Regions from separate parts of the Mus musculus genome. Here all the other regions are linked to region 2. The links are chromatin contacts, called in public HiChIP or PLAC-seq and promoter capture Hi-C maps. All regions are on one chromosome and are shown on one strand. The core of a region is the stretch at or near the end of the contact, and the rest is flanking DNA. Distances in the headings are between cores, read along the strand shown. Region 1 holds the start of Tmem39b (transmembrane protein 39b). Region 2 holds the start of Tinagl1 (tubulointerstitial nephritis antigen-like 1). Region 3 holds the start of Kpna6 (karyopherin (importin) alpha 6). Region 4 has its middle 25 kb from the start of Ptp4a2. Region 5 holds the start of Pum1 (pumilio RNA-binding family member 1).

Region 1 (4,653 bases), core at 1,877-4,376, 480 kb after region 2:
CCAGGGGAGAATCATCTTTCTTATTGGAAACAATGGATGTCCAGCAAGCGGTCATAACAAAGCCGGTTGGACCCATGGGTGCCCTTGCTGTCTTACACTGAGTTGTAGGTATGCCAAGTCAATTCAGTAAATATTTCCTGGGAATTCGCTATGTACGATGTTCGTATTTTTTACACTGTAGATTCATAAACATTACCAACTCCACAGGCAGTTACCAGATTCAAGAGATGTTTCATCCCGTATGGTACAAACACACTTTACAAACCAACAAAAGACCATGCTAGAGATTAATCCCAGGGCCTTCCAACAGACACTGGACCATTCAACAAAACTTACTCATCTCAGAAACCAGGTCTGACCCCTCCTAGGAAGTTGTTTTCATACTATCCTCTGCCTACTGCTAAAAGGGATCGTTCAAAACATCCTGTTTCTTCATTCAGGTGTAGCAATTTGTTATCTCTGTCCCCAGGATATAGCAGTAACTGAAAATATGGCTAGGTGTCACCCACATTCCCGCAGATGGCCCGGCTTTGGTGTATGTTTGGCGCTCACAGAGACTGGAGGAGAGCATCAAATCCCCTATACTGGATGCACAGACCCTTGTGACCTGCTGTGTATGGGTGTTGGGAATTGGGTTTGGGTCCTCTAGACTCTGCTAAGTTGTGCTAACCAGTGAGCCATCTCTCTGGCAATTTTCTGTGTTACTGTGTGTGTGAGGTGAGGTGCCAGTGCCCTCTGAGACCAGCGACAGGATCTCCTCCTGTATCCTAGTTAGGTTTCTATTGCTATGATAAACACCAGGACCAGCCAGGCATGGTGGCACACGCCTTTAATCCCAGCACTTGGGAGGCAGAGGCAGGTGGATTTCTGAGTTTGAGGTCTGTAGAGTGAGTTCCAGGACAGCCAGGGCTACACAGAGAAACCCTGTCTTGAAACAAACAAACAAAAACCACCAGGACCAAGAGTAGCATGGTAAAGCGATTTCTTTCATTGTAAAGTTATGGTTTCTCATGAAGAGAAGTCAGCAGGAATCTGGAGTCAGAAACTGAAGCAGAGGCCATGCGGAGAGGTGGCACTACCCACAGTGGGCTGAGCCCTCCCACATCAGTCATTAAGAAAATGCCTGCATGCTTGCCTATTGGCCAGGCTGATGGATGCAGTTGTCATCCCCACATTACTTACCCTCCTTTTTACTTCTTAAACATATCAGGCTGAATGTCCTTGCATTATTCCTCTGTCTAGAATCTTCCCTCTCCCCCAGATACTTCCTCTGACTCATTTCAAGGAAGCCTGCTTTCTTTCCCCATCCTATTTAAACCTGCATCTGGACACTCCCGTTTTTCCTTTCATCCTGCTTTCTCTTCTAATATACTACTAGGGGCTAATATACTACAGAATTTACTAATTTTCATGTCTGTCTGCCCTTATAATTTAAAATCTGTAAAATCTATAAATATCTTCTAATTTGTTTGATTAATATGTGTCAAGCATTATGATAACCTGTGAAGTCACCAGACAATTAAAATTGCTTGTGAGGAGCCGGTGTCATGGTCGTGGTGCTCGCATTTAATCCTAGCACTTGGGAGTTAGAGGCTGGTGGGTCTCTCCTTTCGAGGCCAGCCTAGTTTACAAAGTGAGTTTCAGGACAGCCAGGGCTACACAGTGAAAACTTGTCAAACAAAACAACAGCAGGGCTGGCTTGATGGCTCAGTGGGTAAGAGCACTTACTGCTCTTCTGAAGGTCTTGAGTTCAAATCCTAGCAACCACATGTGGCTCACAACCACCTGTAATGAGATCTGACGCCCTCTCCTGGTGTGTCTGAAGTCAGCTACAGTGTACTTATATATAATAATAAATCTTTGGGCCCCAGTGAGGGGGGTTGACTGGTGCGAGCACAGGTCCTAAAAATTCAATTCCCAACAACCACTTGAAGGCTCACAACCATCTTTACAGCTACAGTGTACTCACATAAAATTAAAAAAAAACTTAACAATAATATAAAGATTGCTTATGAGGCTGAGAATATAACTGAATGATAGAACACTTGCCTAGCCTGTATGAGGCCCTAATTTTAATCTCCTACCCTCACCCCCATAGACTGCTTATTAGTCTTGCAAGGGAAGAAATTACACTAACAATAACAGTAGCTACTTGCTTCCTCTGTTAAGTGTTTGCCAAACATGATGGCTAACACTGATTAAAACAGGTACTACATGGATTGTCTCATTTAATCTTCCATGCCTACAAGATAATTTGTGCTTGCATTAGGTTTGATTTCCATCCCTGAATAAATCTGTCATAGTGAGAGTAATAATTCCGACACTATGAAGCAGGATCAGAAATTCAAGGACATCCTCTAATCCATAGCAAATTCAAGGACAGCCCAGGCTACCAGAGGCTCTGTCTTAAAAACCAAAATCAAAGGGCTGGCGAGATATCTCAGCAAGTAAAGGTTCTTGTAGCCAAGCCCGATAGCCTACGTGTTAGGCTACATGGTAGAAGAACCAGTACTACTACCAGTTGTCTTCCCAAGTCCACTGCTCTGCGCATCCCTCCCTCTCTCCGGCACACCAAATTCTAAAATGTTAAGAACCCTAATAGGCGGTTATTATTAATACCCATTAACACTATTTCGAAATTTGAAAATGGCAGGCACAGGTTCTTAGCTAAGGTGGTGGCAGTGAAATCAACAGTGGAGAACATGAGAATCAAACATGAGAAATGGATAGAGTTTAGGGTCATCAAGATGAGGCCAAAAATTGGATATAGAGTTTTGGAGGAAAGGGGAAGTGACTCGTAGATTTTGACTGGGGTGGGCCAAAGCACACTAAAGCCTAAGAGTTCTGAAAGCCCAGTTTGGGACTCGCTGAGTATGAGGTGACTGTGTTGTACAAAAACAGGACTTCACTAGAGGCAAAAGGCCGCTCTGGTGTCCTCCTCTAAGTCAGAACAGGGTGAAGAAACACGGGAGGTGGGTTCGCCCGCTCCAGAATCTCTTGAGCAGCAGCTGCGGGAAAGGCGTGGGGAAAGGCAAGACAAAGAGCGTTAGCACAGCTTTTGTCCAAACGGCCCCTTTAAGAAGCGCGCTCCCGACTCCCAGCCCGCCTAGCATGCAAATTGAGCAGCCGGAGGGAGCGTGCGGCTGATACCCGGCCCGGGCTGCGGCGGTTAGTCCTCTCTCGGCCGCCGTCGCCTCCGACATATTGCCCGCAGGAGCTGCGGCGGTGAGCGGAGAGCGCCGGGGGAAGGAGATGGGTGAGCAGAGCTGGCTGGGCTCGTTCGGGGGTCGCGGGATAGCGGGGAGCCTGGCTGCGAACTGCCTCCCCACGCGGACCGGAGTCGCGGGCAGGGGGAGGGGGAGGGGAAGGGACGCGGCGCAGGCGGGACCCCGCCCCTCCGGTCCTGAGGGGGCGGGTCACCGCTTGGTAGGCGGAGCTTCCAAAAGGGAGAGGGGCTCGGAGGGGCTCAGGCTTTCTTTGGGGCACACAATTCTCCTGTCTGCAGATGGGGGCCGGGCACTCTGGTGGGAGGGGCTGAGAGCTTAGGGTTCGCCTTTTGTGATTGCCGGTGGGGGAGAGAATTTTCTGGACTATAGGGGTTTACACTGAGAGCGGTGGGGCCGCAGGGACACCTAGCCCACCAAGGGAGTCCATTCCGATTCAAGCTTCCAGTCCTAGAGAGCATTGCCCGGCTTGTGGGCGGGGTCTTGGGGTTGACAGTTGTGTGTGGGCGGGGTTTCTGGGCTAGGGGCTTTATGTGGGTGCCGAGCTTCTAAAAGATAGTGGGTGTGGGCAGAGTTCCTGGGCTGAGGGTGTGTGTTGGGGGGGGGGGTTCTAAACCAAACCAAATATAACAGCGTGTGAACAAAGCTTCCGGTTTGGGGCTTGAAGTCAGCTTTCTGGACATGCATATTGTGAAGAGCTGTCAGAAAACCTTCAGAGATAGGAAAGCTTGGGCACCGTGTGTATGAATGGAGGCTACTGTGTTGCTGTGAGGAAGTTGAGGAAGTTATAACTTCGATTAAGGGTTTGGGAGCTAAGTGCAGGATGCTGCCTAGGATCTTAGGCTAGACTACTAAGCTTAGGGAATATAGTTTTGTAAAATCTTAAGTTTGAGATTCCCAACCACAGCGCTCTTTCTAAGGCCATTCTGACGTTAAGGCCAGGCCGTGGGTCATTGAGTTAGATCTCAGGGCCCTGGAGGGAAAACTTGTCTCAAACCTGACCAGATTGTAGCGTCTGGAGACTCAGATCCAGATAAAATCCAGCAAATACCAGCGCTGAGCAGCTCAGGACTCAGGCTCTGAAAATCTTACCAAACTGGTCCAGTGAACCGGATTAAGGGAACTGGCAGTAAAAATAACAGTCTGGTAGCACATGCCTGTCATCCTGTCATCCTAGCATTTGGGAGACTGAGGCAGGTGGGTTGTGAGTTTGAGGCTATTCTGTGCTACTTAGTCGCTTAAAATGTGAATTCACGCCTGGCGTGGTGGCGCACTTCTTTAATCCCAGCACTCAGGAGGCAGAGGCAGGCAGATTTCTGAGTTCGAGGCCAGCCTGGTCTACAGAGTGAGTTCCAGGACAGCCAGGGTTACACAGAGAATCCCTATCTTAAAACAAAACAAAACAAAACAAAACAAAACAAAAGATAAT
Region 2 (4,955 bases), core at 2,247-4,746:
TTTCTTTTCTTTTCTTTCCTTTCCTTTCCTTTCCTTTCTTTCTTTCTTTCTTTCTTTCTTTCTTTCTTTCTTTCTTTCTTTCTTTGTTTTCTTTCTTTTTTTTTTAAAAGAAACAGTCTCAAGTAGCCCAGGCAGTCCCTAAACTTATTATATAGCCCAGGACAGTCTTGAATTCCTGAACCTCCCTCCTCTACCTCGTAGTCCTGAGACTGATTGCATGTGCCATCATACCAGTTTGAGCAGTGCTAGAGCTTAAGTGTGCGACCTTGTGCTCACTGGGCCAGCATCCGGCCAGCTGAGCGCTCCAGGAGAACATTTAAACACACTTGCCATGCCTTAGCCTTAGGAAAGCCCAGCATACCACAACACACCCCACAGACTGTGCTATCGCTTCCAGCGTGGATCTGTGTCTCAGTCTCCAGCAACATTGCCTGAAGCCCTGGACTTGTCCAGATAACTAAGGGGCACACAGAAGCTTACTAGCCCTGGCCCGAGTGCCGTTTGGATTGCTCAATTCCAGAGACTTGGTGGAGCATGGCTGCCTTGTTCAGCCTCGTTAGAACAGTCTCTGGATTCCAGGAACAGTGGAGAGGAGCTTTGAGTCTCTACAGGAAAACGAAAGGAGCCCTCTGCTGTGAATCTTTAGTCACATTACCAGTTCTGGCTGGCTTCGTCTCACCTGCAGAATGAAAAAAATTCAAGAAGGCCCTGGGAGGCTGTGCTAACATGTAGGAAAACAAGGCCCAGAGAGGGACAGCCTGCTTAGGGTTCCATCTGAGGGAGGAGAGTCACCATAGAGTCTCAGAGGATGGCTGGGCACAGAGGTGTCCCTTGCTGGTGTCCCTTGCCTGTTGTTCTGTCACAGGCTCTAGGACAAGGTCCCATTCTGAGCAAGATTTAGAAAGTGAGTCACCAGGATGGTTGTGCGGAACAGGAAAGTGGGGTCCCTGGCACCCCCAGGCCCTGCCCTTTCCTCTGCTTCTTGGCCAAGGAATCTAATGAGTCATGCGACTCCACTGAGGTGGGCTCTGAGCCAGACTCTGTGATGACAGGGGTAAGGGGTGGAGGGGTGATCCGGCCCCACCCTCCTCCCTGCTCCAAGTTCCTGTCTCCTGTAGACAGACAGACACAGACAGGCAAACAGCTACCCACTACCTACCCCTGTTCCCCCAGCTCGTCCACAGGCATCTAGTAGACAGGTGTTTACAAGTAGGAGAGGCTTTCAACGACATTCTGACACCAGCAGCTTACACAAACGGACACTGGACACGCAGACAGACCCAGGATAGTCACAGAGACACACACTGTCCACACAGCTCTAAGGGCACGGACACACAGGAGCATAGCAGGTAGACAGGTAATTCCGTAGGCAGGCAAGAACCAAAAGAGAGCCAAAAAAAGGTAGAGGCACACAGGGGATATAGCAAGACACACACACACACACACACACACACACACACACACACACACACACTCACTCACGCAAGTGAGTGCCAGAGGGGGAGAGAGAGAGAGAGAGAGAGAGAGAGAGAGAGAGAGAGAGAGAGAGAGAGAGAGAAATCACACACAGCAGCTCACAGGGAAGGGGTGCTCTTTGGCAAAGGTAGACCCAATGTTATGGCCTCTAGCCCTCAGAATTTTGAGACTGACCCATGAAAGCAGGTACCAGGCCTGTTCTGTTGAAGCCAGTCTCCTCCCAGGGGAGATGATGTTGGCAGTTCTGAGGGATCTATCTGCCTTTCGATTTGATGAATCGAGATTGAATAGGAAAGGGGGGGCTTCCCAGCCAGCAGGATCTTGAGACCTGTCATATGACTAAGGGTGCCTCAGGAGAGAGAATACACTGGGTAGCCTGTGTTCTGGCTGTGGAACCTTGGATAAGTCTGCACTCACTTGTGCCCTGCCCCCCACCCCCCGCCACGCCCACTTCCTGGTTTCACATAGCATAAGGTGGCTTTGAACAGGCTACACACCTGAACTTCTGATCCTTCTGCCTCCAGTTCCTGAGTGCTGGGAATACTGACATGTGCTACAGCACAAGTGTGTGTGTGTGTGTGTGTGTGTGTGTGTGTGTGTGTGTGTGTGGTGTGTATGTGCATGCGTGCACACATACAGTCTGTGTGCATTAGACTTATGAGGATGGCTTTGTGGACTCTATTCTCTCTCTCCATCGTCTAGATTCCAGAGGCTGAACTCAGGTCGTCAGTATAGTGGCAAGCCCCATTGCCCACTGAGCCATTCTCACCAGCCCCACAGTTTTTATACGATGCTAAACACGAACTCAGGGCTCTGTACACGCTAAGCAAGCACTCTATCAAGGAAGCTGCATCCAGACCTTGTCTGTTCTCTTGAGCCTCAGTTTATCTTTTAGGCTTCGTGCTCTCAGATCCTTTCAGAGTACGAATGGATAGGTCTGTATGTTGGGTGCTTCCGCACCCCCTGGTGCCTCACCACCCTTGCCTCACAGCAGGGGGTAGCTCGGTCACAAGAATCCCTTGTACTGACTGCTCTCTGCAGAGAGTGACAGCTAAGGGGAGGTGTCTCGGAGAACTAAGAGAATCCCCGCGCTCCTGCTTGCCCCAGAGAAGGCTAGGATAACTGTCTAGGTGTGGTGTCCTTCCTCCACCTAGAGAGTCCTCTGGCCCTGGGCCCAATCTGTTGGAAGAAGGAGCTTGCACAATGGGGAGGCACAAAGTGACAGCCGGAAGGCCTCAAGGGACAGAAGCCCCATTGTGTGAGGGCAAGGCAAAGGTTAGACCAGAAACGGAAAGGGGCTCTGCAGGGGGCCCCAGCTGCCAGGGCCCTTGATGTGGGGCCCGCCACGGGACCTTGGGCCAAGAAGGATGCCCTTGGGCCTGGTGGAGGGGGCAGTGTTGGGCAAGGTGCCCATCACTGGGGGAGGGCAGACCCCACAAGGGGCGGCTGGGTAAGCTCAGACTCCGCACCGCACCCACCTCCTGGGGAGGAGCTGCCCGGAGCTCCGTGAGCCTAGGCAGCTTCCTGAATCATCCCTTGGGAATTCCTGTCATTCCTGGGAGCTGCTGTGGCTTGGAGTGGCCCCCAGCCCAGGGTCACTGGGTCAAGGATGTGCCTGGCTATTTTTCTTCCTGGAGGGCCGGGTTGGGGGGGGGGGTTAGAGATTTTTGCCCCTAGCTCTTGGTCCCTATCAAGTCCTGAACTCTGATCGTAGCTGCCTCCTCGCCCGCTTCTGTTCACGTTTTCAGCTTCGTAAAATCGCTGGGAAAGTCCTTCCTACTATCAGTCCACAATTCTTTCTCCGTGAGTTGCAGTTCTGCTCCCTAAGAAGAGGGTTCCATTGACAAGAGATCCCTCAAGGAGGACAGTCGCGTACACATTGTCCTTAAGCCGTTCCCTCGGAGCTAAGGGCTACTCCAGGTACCTACAAGTGGGCCCCGCCCTCCCCTCCCACAGTCCGGGGTTGGGGCGGGTGCTGCCGGCAGGGCGGTACAAAAAGCGTCCCGCCCTGCGCTCCTCACTTGACTCGGTCTGGCAGTCTCGAGCTTGGAGGCGGAGGCGCGCAGGGCAGCCTGGGTCCAGCCCACACCCCTCACCAGGTAGGGACTCTCCCTGATCAGAGGGTAGAGGGTGTTGAGAGAAGGAGCAGCGAGGAGGGGGCACACTGAGGGAGAAGGACCCAGGGCAGAGAGGCACAGAGGAGAGGGTCAGAGGGACGCAGAGCAGAGGGTCAGAGGGACACAAGGACAGAAGGGCGGGGGCATGCATAAGGAGGAAACACAGAGTCAACAATCCAACTCAGATGCGTCAGAGAGGTAGAGGGACCAAGGGCAGGAGAGGAGAATGCGTGTTGGAAATGTCAAGGTCCCATTTCCTTGTCCATGACAGTCCCTAAACAGGTCAGGGAGGGGGGTCTACTTCTTGTCCCATGAGTGGACTGACATCTAGTGCTGTCTTTTCCCTCCCGGAGACTCGGGAGTCAGGGTTCCCCGCTTTGCTGAGCCTCCTAGGAAAGCTCCAGGACGTGTGAAGGGAGACCCACCCTTGACGTTTGTTAGGGAGTCTCCAGAAGCCAACACCTCTGACCCCTGACCTCTGTTCTCCTCGGGTCTAGGAGGCACCATGTGGGGATGTTGGCTGGGGCTGCTCTTGCTGCTGCTGGCTGGCCAGGCTGCCCTGGAGGCCCGGCGGAGTCGTTGGCGCAGGGAGCTGGCGCCAGGGCTGCACCTGCGGGGCATCCGGGACGCCGGTGGCAGATACTGCCAAGAGCAGGACATGTGCTGTCGAGGCCGTGCTGACGAGTGTGCCCTGCCCTACCTGGGAGCCACCTGTTACTGTGACCTCTTCTGCAACCGCACCGTCTCTGACTGCTGCCCCGACTTCTGGGACTTCTGCCTCGGGATTCCACCCCCCTTCCCTCCCGTCCAAGGTGGGCACCGAGATGGCCAGCAGAGCGGCCACCTTGTCACTCCCAGTCCCAACGAGGCTCAGGAACAAGGCTGATAATGGGTATTTCCAGGCTTTGAAAAATGTAGAAAAGAAATCCTCACCCTGTTTCCTGCCCCTCTGGAAGTCCCTCGTGTGGTCTTACTTGACTCTTTCAAGCAACACTGAAAAAAAATAGTCCTGTTAGGCCCTAGGGCAGGGCAGACAGGCTCCAGCACTATCTCTCAGTCAGTATGGGGAAGGTGGCAGCCCCACCTGCTGACTCATCCTGAGGCTGATAGAGCACGAAGGGCCCAGCCAGGTTGTCATAGCCAGAGACCTCACTTAGGATTCAGCACCTCTGAGAATGGCCTGCACGTGTCCTTTCCCTGTCCCAGTAGGAGAACTACGGAAGTCCTTCCTGTCGCATCCCAAACCCTGCTGGGCTTTGGGCTAAGGAAAACCCATGCCTTAGTTGCTTTATATCAAAATGCTGGGCCTTTTAAAAGGAGTTGCTTGCCTTACCTGGGCTTCAGTTTCTTTCCTAAAGCTCC
Region 3 (4,539 bases), core at 354-2,853, 500 kb after region 2:
TCGAGACAAGGTTTCTCTGTGTAGCCCTGGCTGTCCTGGAACTCACTCTGTAGACCAGGCTGGCCTTGAACTCAGAAATCCGCCTGCCTCTGCTCTGCCCGGCTGCCACAAGCACTTTCAACTATTGGGCCATCTCTGGTCCTTTCTGTGGTTTGTTTGTTTTTTAAGAATTTATTTATTATATGTAAGTACATTGTAGCTTTAGACACCAGAAGAGAGCATCATATGTTACTACGGATGGTTGTGAGCCACCATGTGGTTGCTGGGATTTGAACTCAGGACCTCTTGAAGAGTAGTTAGTGCTCTTACCCCCTGAGCCATCTCACCAGCCCCGCTGTCTCTGGTTTTAAAGACAGATGGGGCAGAACGATTTTGGAGATAAGTGAGATAAGGAGGTTGATTATTGTGATAACAGTATTCCTTTTCCTCAAGTCATAGAATTTGACTTTTGAGTTGTTTCACTTTATCGGCCAGGCATTTGGTTAGAATTGGCAAGATTGGACGTAACCCCGGCTCTGTGTGTTGATGTGGAAGACTGGAATGCTATCATGCAAAATAAGGAGGTTAATAAGCATCAGCCCCAAATTCCTTGATTCAAAAGGCACGTGCTTCAAGGTCCTCATCACTAAAAAAGGGAGCTCATTGACCTGTTATTTATTTGTTTGCTTGTTTATTTGTTCATTTATTCATTCAATAGCTATAAGTCAGACACTGGAAGGTGGTGGTCATACTAGTCAGCAATATAGAACTGACCCTGTCATTAAAAGGTTACTGGGCTCTGCCCCTACCCCACCACACCCTTTTGCTGGAGAAACAAACTCCCTCTAGTGTGATAGCGCACACCTGTAACCTCAGCAGAGGGGAGGTGGAAGAAGGAGAATCTAGAGTTCAAGTCTAGGATATCTGAAACCCTGCCTCCCGTAAACAAACAACTGGTCTGGGAGCCTTTTACCTCAGCACTTGGGAGGCAGATAGGTGGATCGCTGTGAGTTTGAAGTCTTTCTGATTTATAAAGGTCCAGGCCAGCCAGAGATACATAGTAAAGATCCTGTCTCAAATGAACAAAAACAATATTCAAACCCCAGCTTAATCTCCACTCCTTTTCCTTATCTCCGGAGCCTTGAACGAATCACTTCCTCTCTCAAAATAATTATTTAGTTCAGGGTCTATACAGGCTTAATTATGAAGAATTTTTGGGAAAGAAGGTCTCGCCATAAAGAAGAAATAAAAACAGAAAGAGATTGGATCTCCAGGTCCAATCGTTCTGCCCCTTCTGCCTTTAAAACCACAGACAGCAAGGACCAGAGAGATGGCCCAGTGGTTTAAAGTGCTTGTGGCAACCGGGCGGTGGTGGCGCACGCCTTTAATTCCAGCACTTGGGAGACAGAAGCAGAGGCAGAGAGTTTGACACACTTTGTTTTGTACATATTCCTTCTAGTCTCCCTCCAGCCTCGGCTGTCTATTCCATCCCTAATTGCCATCTTTAGTGGCTGCGTTCTCTTTAAGCCCGCCCCTATCCTGATATCCCTTGGAGGGAAGGGGGCGTGAGGGTTAAGAACGCGTTTTAGCACGGTATAAAACGTTTGTCCCCGTCAGGCCGCCGTCCTGCAGGTCCGCCATATTGTCTGCCGAGGCTACCGCTGAAGCTACCGCTGCGGCCGCCGCCAAGTCCGAGCGAGCGGAGCCGCGATGGGTGAGTGAAGCGGCTCAGGAGATGGGTGTTCGGGCCGAGGTGTCGGGGAGCGGGGTCTGGCGAGGGCCTGTCTCTCGTCCGAAGCAGATGTCGGAAGCATCCAGAGAGGCATGGGAGGAGAAGGCAGATCGGGAGCGCCCCTCGGGCCAGTTTAGGGCTGGCGTAGGGCCGCCCGCACGGGGAGCAGCCCTGGGGGCTTGTTCCGCACTGCTAGCGTCCTGGGCTGTCCCCACGTGGTGGCCTCGGGTCAGAGCTCGCGCTTCCCGGGGTAAGCAGAGCCCTGCCCTCTCGCCCTGCGCCTGCCGTGGATCCGGGGGCCGGGCTCCGGGCTCCAGCAGCAGGCCTGGCCGCGGAGAGCCTGCTTCCTCGGGCTTTTGGACGCCGGGCTTCTGAACCAAGTGAAGTCCTAGCTGCCTACGTAGAGGGTAGAGTCCTCTGGAGAGGAGACCCAGGGCAGGCCAGCTCCGGCCCGGTAACCAAGGGCCGGCCGGGTCCAGCAGAGCTTGGGCCTTTGAAGGCCAGGAAAATGTCCCAGTCGGCGCAGGAATGGGGTGGTTCGGCTAGACTCAGTGACAGCCTTCGCAGTGGTAGAGAGACCAAAGCCAAGACTTCTTGGCACAGACAGGTCAGGGACTTACTGTTTCTGGGCCAACTCTGGTTAGGAGAAAAAGAGAGACCTGTTGATCTTTTTTAAAGAGCATTCCGGATACGAAAGCCGTTGCTCAAAAGAATACGATGATGGTCTTCGAATTCAGAAGTGAAACCAGTATTGGTAATTTGTTGGCATCAGTAAAGTGAAAAACTTTAAATTTGCCAATCTGTACGTGCAGACGTTATTGTCAGTGCTTAACGTGTCTTGTTTAACCTAATTGCAATCTAGTGGGATAGGTGCTGCTGTTATTCCTGTTTTGCAGATGGGGAAACTGAGGCTTAGAGTGGTAAAGTAACTTATCCAAGGTCACGCGGTGATTAAACCAGGGTGATCACTCCAGAGCCCTAGGAATTAACTGGTGCCTTTTATGGGCTGGCCCTCTAGTGGTGGGATGAGAGAGAGGGGGGACAGTTTTAACCCTGCGTAAAGTTGGGAAGTTGTGTTTTGATATGGGTCCAGTTTGAAATCTTTAGTCTGAATGAAAGTGGAAAAGTTTAGAGTGAATTGCTGACCTCCGCCTATTGTAAAGAGTAGTGCATTTCTAAAGTTTGCTATAATCTCTAATTCTGAGGAAACAGAAAAGACTTTCTCTGCCAGTGATTTCAGAATCAGATCTGGCCTGCCACTTCCCACCTCTCATCCAGTTTTCAAACAAAACTGTGCATAGAGAAGGCGTCTAACACACTGCAACAAGCCCTACGTTCCTCCATTTCTGAGCCTTCACATCTCTAGGAAGGGAGTATGTGTAACCTAGCAAGAACTCTGCAAACAATGTAACAGCATTCTTCCCACCCTGAATACAGCGAGCGGTTCTTTTCCCTAAAGCACTCTACACTTCCAGATCCTCTGGAAAGTATAGATTGATTCTGGGAGGTAACTGGAGCCCTAGAGGGAAAGGCATCGTCTGTGAGACGTTTTTTTAGAGATTGAGAAACAGGCTTGAAGGAGCTAACATAGCTGATGAGAGTCAGCCAGGAACGACATTCTTTCACATTTTACTTCACAGCAGCCTCTAAGATTTAAGGCATTAGATGGGTGGTGGCGCACGCCTTTAATCCCAGCACTTGGGGAGCAGAGGCAGGCGGATTTCTGAGTTTGAGGCCAGCCTGGTCTACAGAGTGAGTTCCAGGACAGCCAGGGCAACACAGAGAAACCCTGTGTCAAAAAACCAAAACAAGCAAACAAAAAAGTTCTTCAGTGCAAGAATGAGACATGAAAGAATTTTTAGTATGTAGAGGTAGGTGACTTTTCAGCTAACTTCAGTGACCAGTCTAATATAAGGATATATTTAATCACAGTGTGTAGTCCTCGGTAGTTTGAGGAATCCCTTTAGCAACAGTAAATTGATGCTTTGAGAAGATAGGTAACTAGTGCAAGGCTAGCAATCTAGGCCCGTTGGGTACTGGTTATAATAGAGCCAGCCTTCCCTCCCAGAGGCCCGTGTATGTCACTGCCTCTCCTGTGTTCCCTTCCAGGACCTATCCTTTATACTGTTTGCCTGTGTTGGCCATGCAACTTTTTTTTTTTTTGGTTTTTCGAGACAGGGTTTCTGTGTAGCCCTGGCTGTCCTGGAACTCACTCTGTAGACCAGGCTAGCCTCGAACTCAGAAATCCACCTGCCTCTGCCTCCCAAGTGCTGGGATTAAAGGTGTGTGCCACCACTGCCCGGGTGATGCAACTATTCTTGACCATCTCTAGCAAAGACCTCGACCTGATGAATTCTAGTGGGTACTGGCTGTCTTAACAAAATTTCCACTATCTCTCCAAATCCAGGGAGTCTTGGTTAGTGAAACTTCAAACCAGTCCTTGTTGTAATCCATTGTCCTAGGCAATGTTGATTTTAGGCTACTTAGATCTAGATCTGAAGGTTCTGGAGCTTCTGGAAGAGTTATTTATTTATTATTTATAAAGTTTTATTTTATGTGTATATATGAGTACACTGTAGCTGTCTTCAGACACACCAGAAGAGGGCATCAGATCCTATTACAGATGGTTGTGAGCCCCCATGTGGTTGCTGGGAATTGAACTCAGGACCTCTGGAAGAGCAGTTGGTGCTCTTAACCACTGAGCCATCTCTCTAGCCCTTTTGTTTTCTTGTTGTTGTTTTTTAGTTGTCTGGGTATTGAACCCAGGCAAAATCATAGAATGGTCTTGAATAGTCATGTACCATATAACAACTTTTCTGTGAAGAGTA
Region 4 (4,544 bases), core at 949-3,448, 380 kb after region 2:
TATCTATGTCTATCTATCTATCTATCTCTCTATATATATATCCATCTATTTATCTATCCACACGTCTTTTTTTTTTTTCTTTTTTTTTGGTTTTTTGAAACAGGGTTTCTCTGTGTAGCCCTAGCTGTCCTGGAACTCACTTTGTAGACCAGGCTGGCCTCAGACTCAGAAATCCACCTGCCTCTGCCTCCCGAGTGCTGGGATTAAAGGCGTGAGCCACCATGCCCTGCAGATATTTTCTTTATTTATATTTCAAATTTTATCCCTTTTCCTCATTTTCCCTCCAAAAACCCCTTACCCCCCCTCCCCCTGCTCACCCACTCCTGCTTCCCTGTCCTGGCATTCCCCTACACTGGGCCATCGAGCCTTCACAAGGCCAAGGACCTCTCCTCTCATTGATGTCCCACAAGGCCATCCTCTGCTACATATGCAGCTGGAGCCTTGAGTCCTTCCTTGTGTACTTTTTGGTTTAGTCCCTGGGAACTCTGGGGGTACTGGTTGGTTCATATTGATCCTCCTATGGGGCTGCAAACCCCTCCAGCTCCTTAGGTCCTTCCTCTAGCTCCTCCATTGGGGACCCTGTGCTCAGTCCAATGGGTGGCTGTGAGCCTCCACTTCTGTATTTGTCAGGCACTGGCAGAGCCTTTCAGGAGACAGTTATATCTGACTCCTGTCAGCAAGCACTTGTTGGCATCCACAATAGTATCAGAGTTTGGTAACTGTATATGGGATGGATCCCCAGGTGGGGCAGTCACTAGATGGCCTTTCTTCAGTTTCTGCTCCAAACTTTGTCTCTGTATCTCTTCCCCTGGGTATTTTGATCCCCCTTCTAAGAAAGATTGAAGTATCCACACTGTGGTCTTCCTTCTTTTTGAGCTTCATGTGGTCCATGAATTGTATCTTGGGTATTCTAAACTTCTGGGCTAATATCCACTTATCAGTGAGTGCATACCATGTGTGTTCTTTTGTGATTGGGTTATGTCACTCAGGATGATATTTTCTAGTTCCATCCATTTGCCTAAGAACTTCATGAATTCATCATTATTAATAGCTGACTAGTACTCCATTGTGTAAATGTACCACATTTTCTATGTCTGTCTGTCTATCTGTCTATCCATTTATCTATGTCTGTCTGTCTCTATCACTATCTCTGTGCCTGGGATTGTATTCCGGGCCCAATGCTTGCTAGCAAGCCCTGTATTACTAAGTTGAGCTATATCCTCCATCTTTTCATTATTTTTCATTTTGAGATGGTGTCTCACTGCATAACCTTGAACTAGCAATCCTGCCTCAGCTGGCCACCAGGTCTGTCTAGGCTGGCTCTATCACGTCCTGGGGAGACAGAAAGATGGGAAACCCAAACTAAACTGAGAGGGACTCAGGAAGAGCCAGGCACTTGGGAGTTAACTGTGTGGGCTCAGCAAAGCTAAGGGTGAGCATTAGAGTCGCGCAATGGCGCCTGCAATGGTCCTTGCCTTTAATCCTGGGACTCAGGAGGCCACAGCAGGGGTCATGAGTTTAAAGTTTGCCTGGAATTCTCAGCAAGTCCCTGCCTTAAAAACAAACACAAAACACACTCAGCAGACAGACCCAGACCCAAACCGAGACTACCCAAAGCCCAATTTAGTAACCTTAGATAGCTCTGAACTTTAGCCCTTCCCTGTCTTTATTTGTAAAAGGATGGTTGATGCTAACCACACCAATCCCGAGGGGTGTTGCTGGAATTCAGTACAAGGACATATAAACCACCCAGGGTCCTTACACAAAAGGTAAATGCTTCCGAAACGGAGTCCCCGACCAAGCAGCCGCTGCTTCCTAAGCTGGATACCACTGTTGTTATCATTTCCCGCATGGAGCCTAGCTTCTGGCAGACACTTCCAAAACACAGCTTCGCAGCCTTTTTGGACTCTTTCCTTTGGCCACTTCACTTTTGCTTTCTCTCCAGCTTGCTGTTAGCTAGCTCTCTTCCAGGTCATGGAGGATACAGTTCACCTCTAAGGCCCCCTCCTCAGCATTCCCCTTTTCATCAGCACTAGCCACTCCCCTAGGCCAAAGGGAAAAAAGATGGCTTGGGGCTGGTCCAGGGGCTGCATCTGTGCCCTGCCCCCCCACCCACCAAGGAGGGAAGGCGTCTCAGAAGACCGGAGGGGGGTGGGCAGGGTGTGCGTCAGCCCTGATGTAATCTTACACTCATTTCTTGGCCCACTTCCTCCTCCTCAAGTGTTTACTGAAGCCTGAATTCCACAGAAACCTTTGGAAGTGTGTGCAGTGGCAGGCAGCGCGCAAAGCTGTCCCTGCTCCACGGACAGTTTAGGAAGAACGTGATACTCCGCCCTGGGCTCAGGGATACCGGAGAGAGAAAGCCAGTGTCAGGGGAATCCAGGGAGAGGGCTAAGGAAGGTAGACCGAAAGGAGGAGGCTTGGCTGAGAGGCTGACTTCTACCTCATGCCAGAACCCGCTTCCCGCTCTGCAGGCCCGCTCTGGGGAAAGCTAATAAATAGACTCTTTATCTGAGCGGTGCGGAGGAGGCTACCAAAAGGGGTCTCCAGTGAAGGAGCCGCAGAGGCAGCTTAGAGGCTCATCTCTTCTTTGCCAGAATTCCCAACAGAAAAGCAGCTACTTGCAAGGGCCTTGTTTTCTAGCTATTTGCCCAAGACTCTCTTCGGAGGGGCCGCTTGCTCCTCAACCACAGGCTTGACCGGATAGGCCTCCTGCAGACATCCTTAGACGTGCATAGTGGCTCGGGACTTAGGATTCCGGCAGGTATTTGCTAGCTGTCCCAGGCAAGTCATTTCCTTAGACTCTTCACTTCCTCCGGGCAAAAAAGGAGTACGGTGATAGTTCACCTCGCAGATCAGAACCTTTCCTGGCAATGTTTGCAATCTCACAACAGCCATTAGAGCAGTGGTTCTCAAGCTTCCTAAAGCAGCAACCCTTTAATATAGTTCCTCGTGTTGTGGTGACCCCCCTCCCCCGCCATAAAATTATTTCACTGCTAATTCATAACTAGAATTTTGCTACTGCTAATAATGTAAGTATCTGTTACACAGGCTATCTGATATGCGACTCCTGGGGTGGGGGTGGGGGTGTGTGTGTGTGCCCTCGCGACCGCCCCTTACAGGTTGAGCGCCACTGCATCAGATAATGGTATTCTTGTTTATTTATTTATTTTGTTTTTTGTTTTGTTTTGTTTTTTTTTTTTTTGAGACAGGGCTTCTCTGTGTAGCCTTGGCTATCCTGGAACTCACTTTGTAGACCAGACTGGCCTCGAACTCAGAAACCTGCCTGCCTCTGCCTCCCAAGTGCTGGGATTAAAGGCGTGCGCCACCACGCCCGGCTCTCTTATTTTATTTTTATTTTACTTAGGAATCAAGGCTTAGAGAGTCTTTTCTGAAGCCAGGGGCCCAACAGTGATGCTTTCGTCAATATCTAATGACTGCTTCCCAGATATCAGTAGAGATCAGGCTTCCCCACCCCCACAGCTGTGAAACCTAGTACCTCAGCTTGCTCAAGCTCCTGAGTCATGCAGCAAAACCAGCCCAAGATAATCAGGAGATCAAGGAAACTCAATGCAGAGGGGAAAACCCAGCCACAGCCACAGGCCTTCTCATAGGACAGTTCCCACTGCAGGCCCCTCCAATGAGCAAGCCAGCACCTGACACCTGGGTCCTTCCTAGGCTCTGGGACTTCCCACAGTAAGGAGTCAGTGACACCTGGCTCTCTGGCCAACAGCCACGCCTTCCCCTGGTTTGACGTCAACTCGGCTTTTGTTTTGTTTTGTTTTGTTTTGTTTTTTGAAAAGACAAGAGTCTCACTTTGTAGCTCTGGCTGGAACTCAGGCTGGCCTTAACCTCACAGAGATCCTCCTGCCTCCTGCCTCCTGGGTGCTGGACCTTTGCTTTTAAATTACTCTCTTCCCTTCCACCCCACATACCCCATTGCTGGAAGAATTGACACCCCAACCCCCATCTTCACTGTACACCCATTTCGAAGCCTCTATGGTTTCCGCTCAGCTAAGCTCTCTAATCACACTCACCGAGGGTCTGTTAACTGCCAGGCCTAAGGGCCACCTCCATCCTCTCTGTTCTAGTTTCTCTAAGCACTTGGTGCTATGCACAAGGTCTTTTATGTTATTTTATTTTTGGGTTGGGATGAATATGTATGCACATGGCCAGAGATCAATGGATACCTTTATCAATTGTTCTCCATCTCGCTTTTGGACCAGAGTCTCTCACTGACCCTGCAGCTACAGTTTAGCTAGTCTCCTCCTCCCCTTTGCTGGGATGACGGGAGAATGCCACCACACCCTGCTTTATGTGGGGGCTGGCTTTGAACTTGGTTTTTGAGCAGCAAGTACTTTACCAAGCGAGCCTTTTCCCCAATCTTTATTTTGTTTGGTATCTGAGACAGGGTCTCACTCTGTAGCCCAGACTGGCTTTAAACTCTCAGCAATCCTTCTGCCTCAGCTTTTTAGGTGGTATGATTACAGATGTAAGCCACCAAACCCTGCCGCTTTAAAACTGTCCCTGCTGGGCTTCTGCAA
Region 5 (4,903 bases), core at 1,522-4,021, 490 kb before region 2:
TTCAGGCCAACTGATGCAACAAAACTCTAGTTTTGCCATCAAACTAACAATCTCTCTGTCAGATTCTAAAGGAAGTTTTTCCCCCATGCCTTGGTTTTTGATAGCTTTTAATCACTAAGTTGAAAGGTATATAGAAAGTTTTAAATTTTCTCAAATCACTACGCTTAAGGTTCCACACCAGTCAAGGCAACAGAGCCTCAATCATCAAGAGGATTCATAAAATAGTAAATGTAGTATTTTCTAACATAAAAGAACTGCGAAAAGTTACCTATGAATTTTCAAATTAAGAAAAAGTTAGCCGTGGTGGCGCACGCCTTTAATCCCAGCACTTGGGAGGCAGAGGCAGTTGAACTCATTTCTGAGTTCCAGGACAGCCAGGACTACACAGAGAAACCCTGTGTGTGTGTTGGGGGGGGGGGGGAGTTTAGCTGGCCAGTGGCTGTGCAGTCAGGAGTCTGAGGCTGAGCCAGATGAACCTCGAGTTCGAGGTCAGCCTGGTCTACAGAGTGAGTTCCAAGATAGCCAGAGCTACACAGAGAAACCCTGTCTCAAAAACTAATAAATAAATAAGCAAATGATAAGAGATTGTCCCTGAAAGCAATCTCATTCTAAAATATAACTGGGGAAGGGTCACTTACAAAAATATTAGAACAAAACAATTGGCCTCTTTAAGGCTGTCTGGAAGCCCTGAGACTTCCTGGTTTACCCAATGAGGCAAGGCAGTTTCTCAAACACGGGAGAGCCTGGCAAGAGGGACAACTGAAAAGTGAGCAAACACCTCAGCACTAACATGTGTCTGAGAGAATTCTGTAACATCTTGGCACTGACAGAACAAAAACTAATAATCTGTCACCTAAGTACCAGAAAACAAGAAACTGATGGTACCTTTTAGGGTCTCTCAACACTCACTAAGAAATTATGTGCAGTATTTAAAATTTGATTTTTTTAAGCAAATGACCTATCGTTTAGAAACAAATATTTTAAGCAATGCAATGAAGTAGCAAGCCTAGTCTAGTACTTCCTAGCTTTCACACTGTCAAGATCACAGTGGAGTTTGTTTTTACTTTTTCTTTTTAATATCACTAATAGTACTTTTCTTTAAACAAAACAGCATGGTTTAATCTATCTCCATTCACTAAGATGCTCAGGGCTGATAGGTGTTTATTTTTACTACACTGAACAAACCTTCTGTGGACATAAATTTATCTTAAAGCAGTTCACAGACTCAAACTAAACAAATCCCAACTTCAAAAAGCTGTGGCCTTAGACAAGATGAACTCAAGCGTGGAAAGACAAAATACTAGAAGTTCAGAATCCAGTATTTCCAAACCTTCAGATAAAGATCCGCAGCCCCTAGTGTTTTACAAAGTTACAATGAGCAAAGGGTCAAAATGGTTTACTAAAAACCCTGAAGGAAGCTGCTTATCTTAAAAGGAGAGCCACATTAGTAACTTTTACACCAAAGCAAACAGCTCAAGCTACAATCCTACCTTCAGAAGTAACTGGCTTTAAAAACTGAACGCCCAAAAGCCCTCATAAATCATCTTAATAATCCCAGTAATTAATGGGGTGAGCAAAATGATCAAGTGTAACGAAGCGTTATCGTAATTTGCACAATGAAAACGAACAATCCTTCAAAGTTATGGTGGGGATAAAGCCTTCTCTGGTCATCTATGTGGGAGTTCCTCGCGATGTGGGAGGGGAGCTCTTGGGAAGAGGGGTGAGCTTCACTGGAGAAAAGTTACTGGAGTGTTCCTCCCTTAACGTGGGAGTGGTACTGACGAGTCAAACAAATGACCCATGTTTACCCACCGCGTTCGTGAGGACCGAAACTGTAGCACTGTGTAGCTATCTACATGTTTGTCCTACTACCTGCTGAAAGCCCCTTGGAGAGGGAAGCACACCAACACAGGGAGGATCAGAGAGGAAGAACACCCCCTCCTCAAGGGGGAGGAAAACACACACAAGCTCTCACAGAAACAAAAGGCCACAAGGAACCCAGGCGCTTAAAAAGCGATCCGAAACTTCCTGATGGTCACCTCTCCATATTTCAAGGCTTGCAAGATCGCCCACTCCCCCACCACCATGGGGGGCTCGCCCGAGGACCGTGGCCCACCGCCCGCTTTCTAAAGCCTTGTATTGTTCCTCCCTCGGCGCTGCCACGGAAGCTCCAGCCAAGTCCAAGGAGCCCGCGGGACCACAGAATCTCCACTCCGCGGCCACAAGAGAGGACCTGGGGCTGCTCAGATCCATCCAAAAAATAAATAAATAAATGCAGGGGAGGAAGGAAAAAAAAAAAAAAAGAAGCCGAGCCGAACGGCAACACCAACCTCTAGGGACTCCCGGCAGGGCCGAACGGAGGCACGGAGCCGCCGGCAGCCGCGGGCGAGCCGGGCCCCGGCCGCGGCCCGCTCCCCACCCCCTCCTCGCGGATAACAATAGGGCCTCGCTGCCGCCTCCCAAACACGTACGAGCGGAGCGAGCGCGGTGCCTCCGCCAGGCCCGGCGGCGTCTCTAAGCCCTTTCTCGCCCCGCCAACCGCTGCCAAACGCCAATACGAGAGGCGCATCGGCTCGCTGGGGGTTCGGAGCACGGTTTGGGGCCACCGGGGCGCGGATACTCACGGGCGGAGCGGTAGGATGAAGATGGATTCCGGCCCCCCGATCTTCGCTCGCCGGCGCTCTCGCTCCCCCTTACCTTTCACTCCGACAACATGGCGGCCCACTGGGGACTGGGCTGACGCGGTGCATCATGGGAGCGGCGCCGGCGCCGGCCCCAGCTCCGGCGGTGGCAGCGGCGTGTGCGGAGCGGGCGGGCGGGCGGGCGGCTCTGGAACAGGTTGCCCGGTTGCCATGCCAACGGCAGGGCCTGTGTGAACTCGGGGAAACTCGCAGGCCACACAACCGCTGTGCCCGCCCGCTGGGGCGAGCGCGCGCCGCCGCCGCGGAGGGAGCGGGGTGGGAGGCACGGGAGCGCGCACGGAGTGCCCGGGCTGCCGTGGGGGGGAGGGGACGCCAACCTGGGGCTGTGCCTGAACCTTGGCACAGCCTGGCCAGTGTCTGGGTTCGAACCCCTTCTAGCCCTCTGGCTCCTGGCCTTTTTGCATCTTTTCCTGCCTCGTTTCCCCAGTGTAACATACAAAAGAAAAGAGCAACAGAACGACCATGCTGATGGAGGGCAGGACCTCAACCTAATTTGCAGGATCTGGAGCGCAATGACAATGGCAGGACCCTTGTTCAAAGGTCATTAGAAATATCAAGATGGAAACTAAGCAAATTAAGCTGAGAACTAGAAGCCAGAGGTGTTTGCAAGCACTCCATTTCAGTTGATTGGTTGGTTGGTTTAAAGATGCATTTGTATGTGATTACACTGTCCTACCTTCAGACATACCAGAAGAGGGTGTCAGATCCCATTACAGATGGTTGTAAGCCACCATGTGGTTGCTGGGAATTGAACTCAGTACCTCTGGAAGAGCAGTCAGTGCTCTTAACCAATGAGCCCTCTCTCCAGCCCTGGTTTGGTTTTTATTGTGACAGGGTCTTTTGTTGTAGCTCTGGCTGGGCTGCTCTCTAACCTACTGAAATCCACCTGTCTCTGCCTTCAAGAACCGTTCAATTTTTTTTTTTTTTTTTTTTTTTTTTTTTAGGTTTTTTAGGCTTTTTAAATTCTTTTTGATTTTTCAAGACAGAGTTTCTCTGTGTAGCCCTGGCTGTTCTGGAACTCCCATTGTAAACCAGGCTGGCCTCAGAACTCACAGAGATATCCCCACCTCTGCCTCCTGAGTATTGGGATTAACAGCCTATGCCACCACCACCTCGCTTTTTTTTTTATTTCTGTTTTTGAGATAGGGTGTCATAGAGCCAGGCTGCCCTCAAACTCACTGTGTAGCTAAGGATTACCTTGACCCCCTGAGCCTACTTCCATACCTTCCTTCTGTTACTACAGACATACCAAATGTAGGACTTCACATATGCCAGGCAACACCCTACCAAACAACTGAGCTACATCCCCCCCCACCAGGTCTCGATATTCAAACTCAAGAACATACTCTATTCAGAAAGCCAGCTTGTAACCAGACCTGAAATTCCTTAACTGAACCTTCATTTCCCACACTGCTAACAATGCTTTGTGAAATCAAGTAGATAATGCATTTAGCTCCATCAGGCCAAGGCCCTGGACAGTACTGAATAGCCATAGTATGCAAGCACACAGGAGGAAGAAAGATGACAGATATGAGAAAATTACACCTTTTAGCTTCTTACCAGACAACTCTGGGCTCCATGCTTTCGTCCTGAGAGCCATAGTTAATTCTTTACTTTCTTTTTTTTTTTTTTTTTTTTTTTGTTTGTCTGGTTGGTTGATTCAGTTTGGTTTTTTTGGTTTCTCAGGACAGGGTTTCTCAGTAAAGACCTGGCTGTCCTAGAACTTGCTCTGTAGAGCAGGCTGGCCTCAAACTCAGTGGTCCAACTGCCTCTGCCTTCCGAGTGCTAAGATTAAAGATGGTCCCACCGCTGTCCCGCTTAGTTTCCTTAGGTTGAACTTCAGCTTCCGTCATCCATTTGGTAAGACTTTAATGCTGGTTTAGCCATAGACAGGAGATATTCGTCTTGAGGACTCACTAGTCAATCAGATGAGGCAATCCCAGCGGAGTAAACATCACCCATCTCTGATCTTGTTAAAGAAATTTACTTTCAAAGGCTCTAAGACACAAACCCAACCCCAGAATAACCCTATCAGAGCACAGCCTCCAGCAGACTCTTGAGACCACTGTTATCAAGTGTTTACCAGTGTGACATATGCTGCCCTCAGACTCTTACTCATTATCCAACTTAAAATTTCCAAACTAGGGCTGCAGAGATGGCTCAGTGGTTAAGAGCACTGACTGCTCTTTTAAAAAAAATTT

Evidence for each region. Promoter capture Hi-C pulls out the DNA fragments that hold promoters and counts their contacts. HiChIP or PLAC-seq counts read pairs in DNA pulled down with a chosen protein or histone mark.
Region 1: a contact with region 2 is called in a promoter capture Hi-C map of second pharyngeal arch cranial neural crest. The contact joins the promoter of Tmem39b here to the promoter of Tinagl1 in region 2. A contact is called at or near these places in 9 of 39 promoter capture datasets (the 3T3-L1 cell line, 3T3-L1-derived adipocytes, cranial neural crest and 5 more), 1 of 15 datasets of contacts at CTCF or cohesin (large pre-B cells), 20 of 484 Hi-C or Micro-C datasets (B cells, the Ba/F3 cell line, the G1E-ER4 cell line and 14 more), 8 of 115 datasets of contacts at active chromatin or transcription factors (the NIH/3T3 cell line, astrocytes, embryonic forebrain and 4 more) and 3 of 9 other capture datasets (adipose tissue, embryonic stem cells and macrophages).
Region 3: an H3K4me3 HiChIP or PLAC-seq map of embryonic forebrain shows a contact between it and region 2, with 3 times the contacts expected there. The contact joins the promoter of Kpna6 here to the promoter of Tinagl1 in region 2. A contact is called at or near these places in 1 of 484 Hi-C or Micro-C datasets (cortical neurons), 6 of 115 datasets of contacts at active chromatin or transcription factors (acute myeloid leukemia, bone marrow-derived macrophages, embryonic forebrain and 3 more) and 2 of 9 other capture datasets (adipose tissue and liver).
Region 4: a contact with region 2 is called in a FOXA1 HiChIP or PLAC-seq map of pancreatic cancer cells. The contact joins the enhancer-like site here to the promoter of Tinagl1 in region 2. A contact is called at or near these places in 6 of 39 promoter capture datasets (the 3T3-L1 cell line, 3T3-L1-derived adipocytes, cranial neural crest and 3 more), 2 of 15 datasets of contacts at CTCF or cohesin (the NIH/3T3 cell line and large pre-B cells), 21 of 484 Hi-C or Micro-C datasets (B cells, the G1E-ER4 cell line, the HL-1 cell line and 10 more), 7 of 115 datasets of contacts at active chromatin or transcription factors (the NIH/3T3 cell line, astrocytes, embryonic basal ganglia and 4 more) and 1 of 9 other capture datasets (pancreatic islet).
Region 5: a contact with region 2 is called in an HNF4G HiChIP or PLAC-seq map of pancreatic cancer cells. The contact joins the promoter of Pum1 here to the promoter of Tinagl1 in region 2. A contact is called at or near these places in 5 of 115 datasets of contacts at active chromatin or transcription factors (bone marrow-derived macrophages, embryonic limb bud, embryonic stem cells and 2 more).

Annotation. Positions count from the first base shown.
Region 1 is chr4:129,695,318-129,699,970 of GRCm38.p6, reverse strand. It overlaps Tmem39b (transmembrane protein 39b), which reads left to right and starts at 3,126. Exons shown (of 9, transcript NM_199305.2): 1 at 3,126-3,256. The coding sequence starts at 3,253.
Region 2 is chr4:130,173,343-130,178,297 of GRCm38.p6, reverse strand. Tinagl1 (tubulointerstitial nephritis antigen-like 1) reads left to right here and starts at 3,496. Exons shown (of 12, transcript NM_001168333.1): 1 at 3,496-3,575; 2 at 4,091-4,405. The coding sequence starts at 4,099. Gm52490 (a long non-coding RNA gene) reads right to left here. Exons shown (of 3, transcript XR_003955116.1): 1 at 4,927-4,955; 2 at 4,527-4,586; 3 at 112-679.
Region 3 is chr4:129,669,831-129,674,369 of GRCm38.p6, reverse strand. Kpna6 (karyopherin (importin) alpha 6) reads left to right here and starts at 1,603. Exons shown (of 14, transcript NM_008468.4): 1 at 1,603-1,693. The coding sequence starts at 1,690.
Region 4 is chr4:129,793,170-129,797,713 of GRCm38.p6, reverse strand. No RefSeq gene overlaps it. Among named protein-coding and RNA genes, the nearest start is that of Ptp4a2, 25 kb to the left of the region's middle. Within about 2 kb of position 2,198, at least 257 of the 459 cell types and tissues checked have an H3K27ac peak or open chromatin away from gene starts, as enhancers often do. A contact at or near this core is called in the G1E-ER4 cell line, the HL-1 cell line, LSK cells and 13 more, where this site is marked.
Region 5 is chr4:130,661,189-130,666,091 of GRCm38.p6, reverse strand. It overlaps Pum1 (pumilio RNA-binding family member 1), which reads right to left and starts at 2,771. Exons shown (of 22, transcript NM_030722.3): 1 at 2,625-2,771.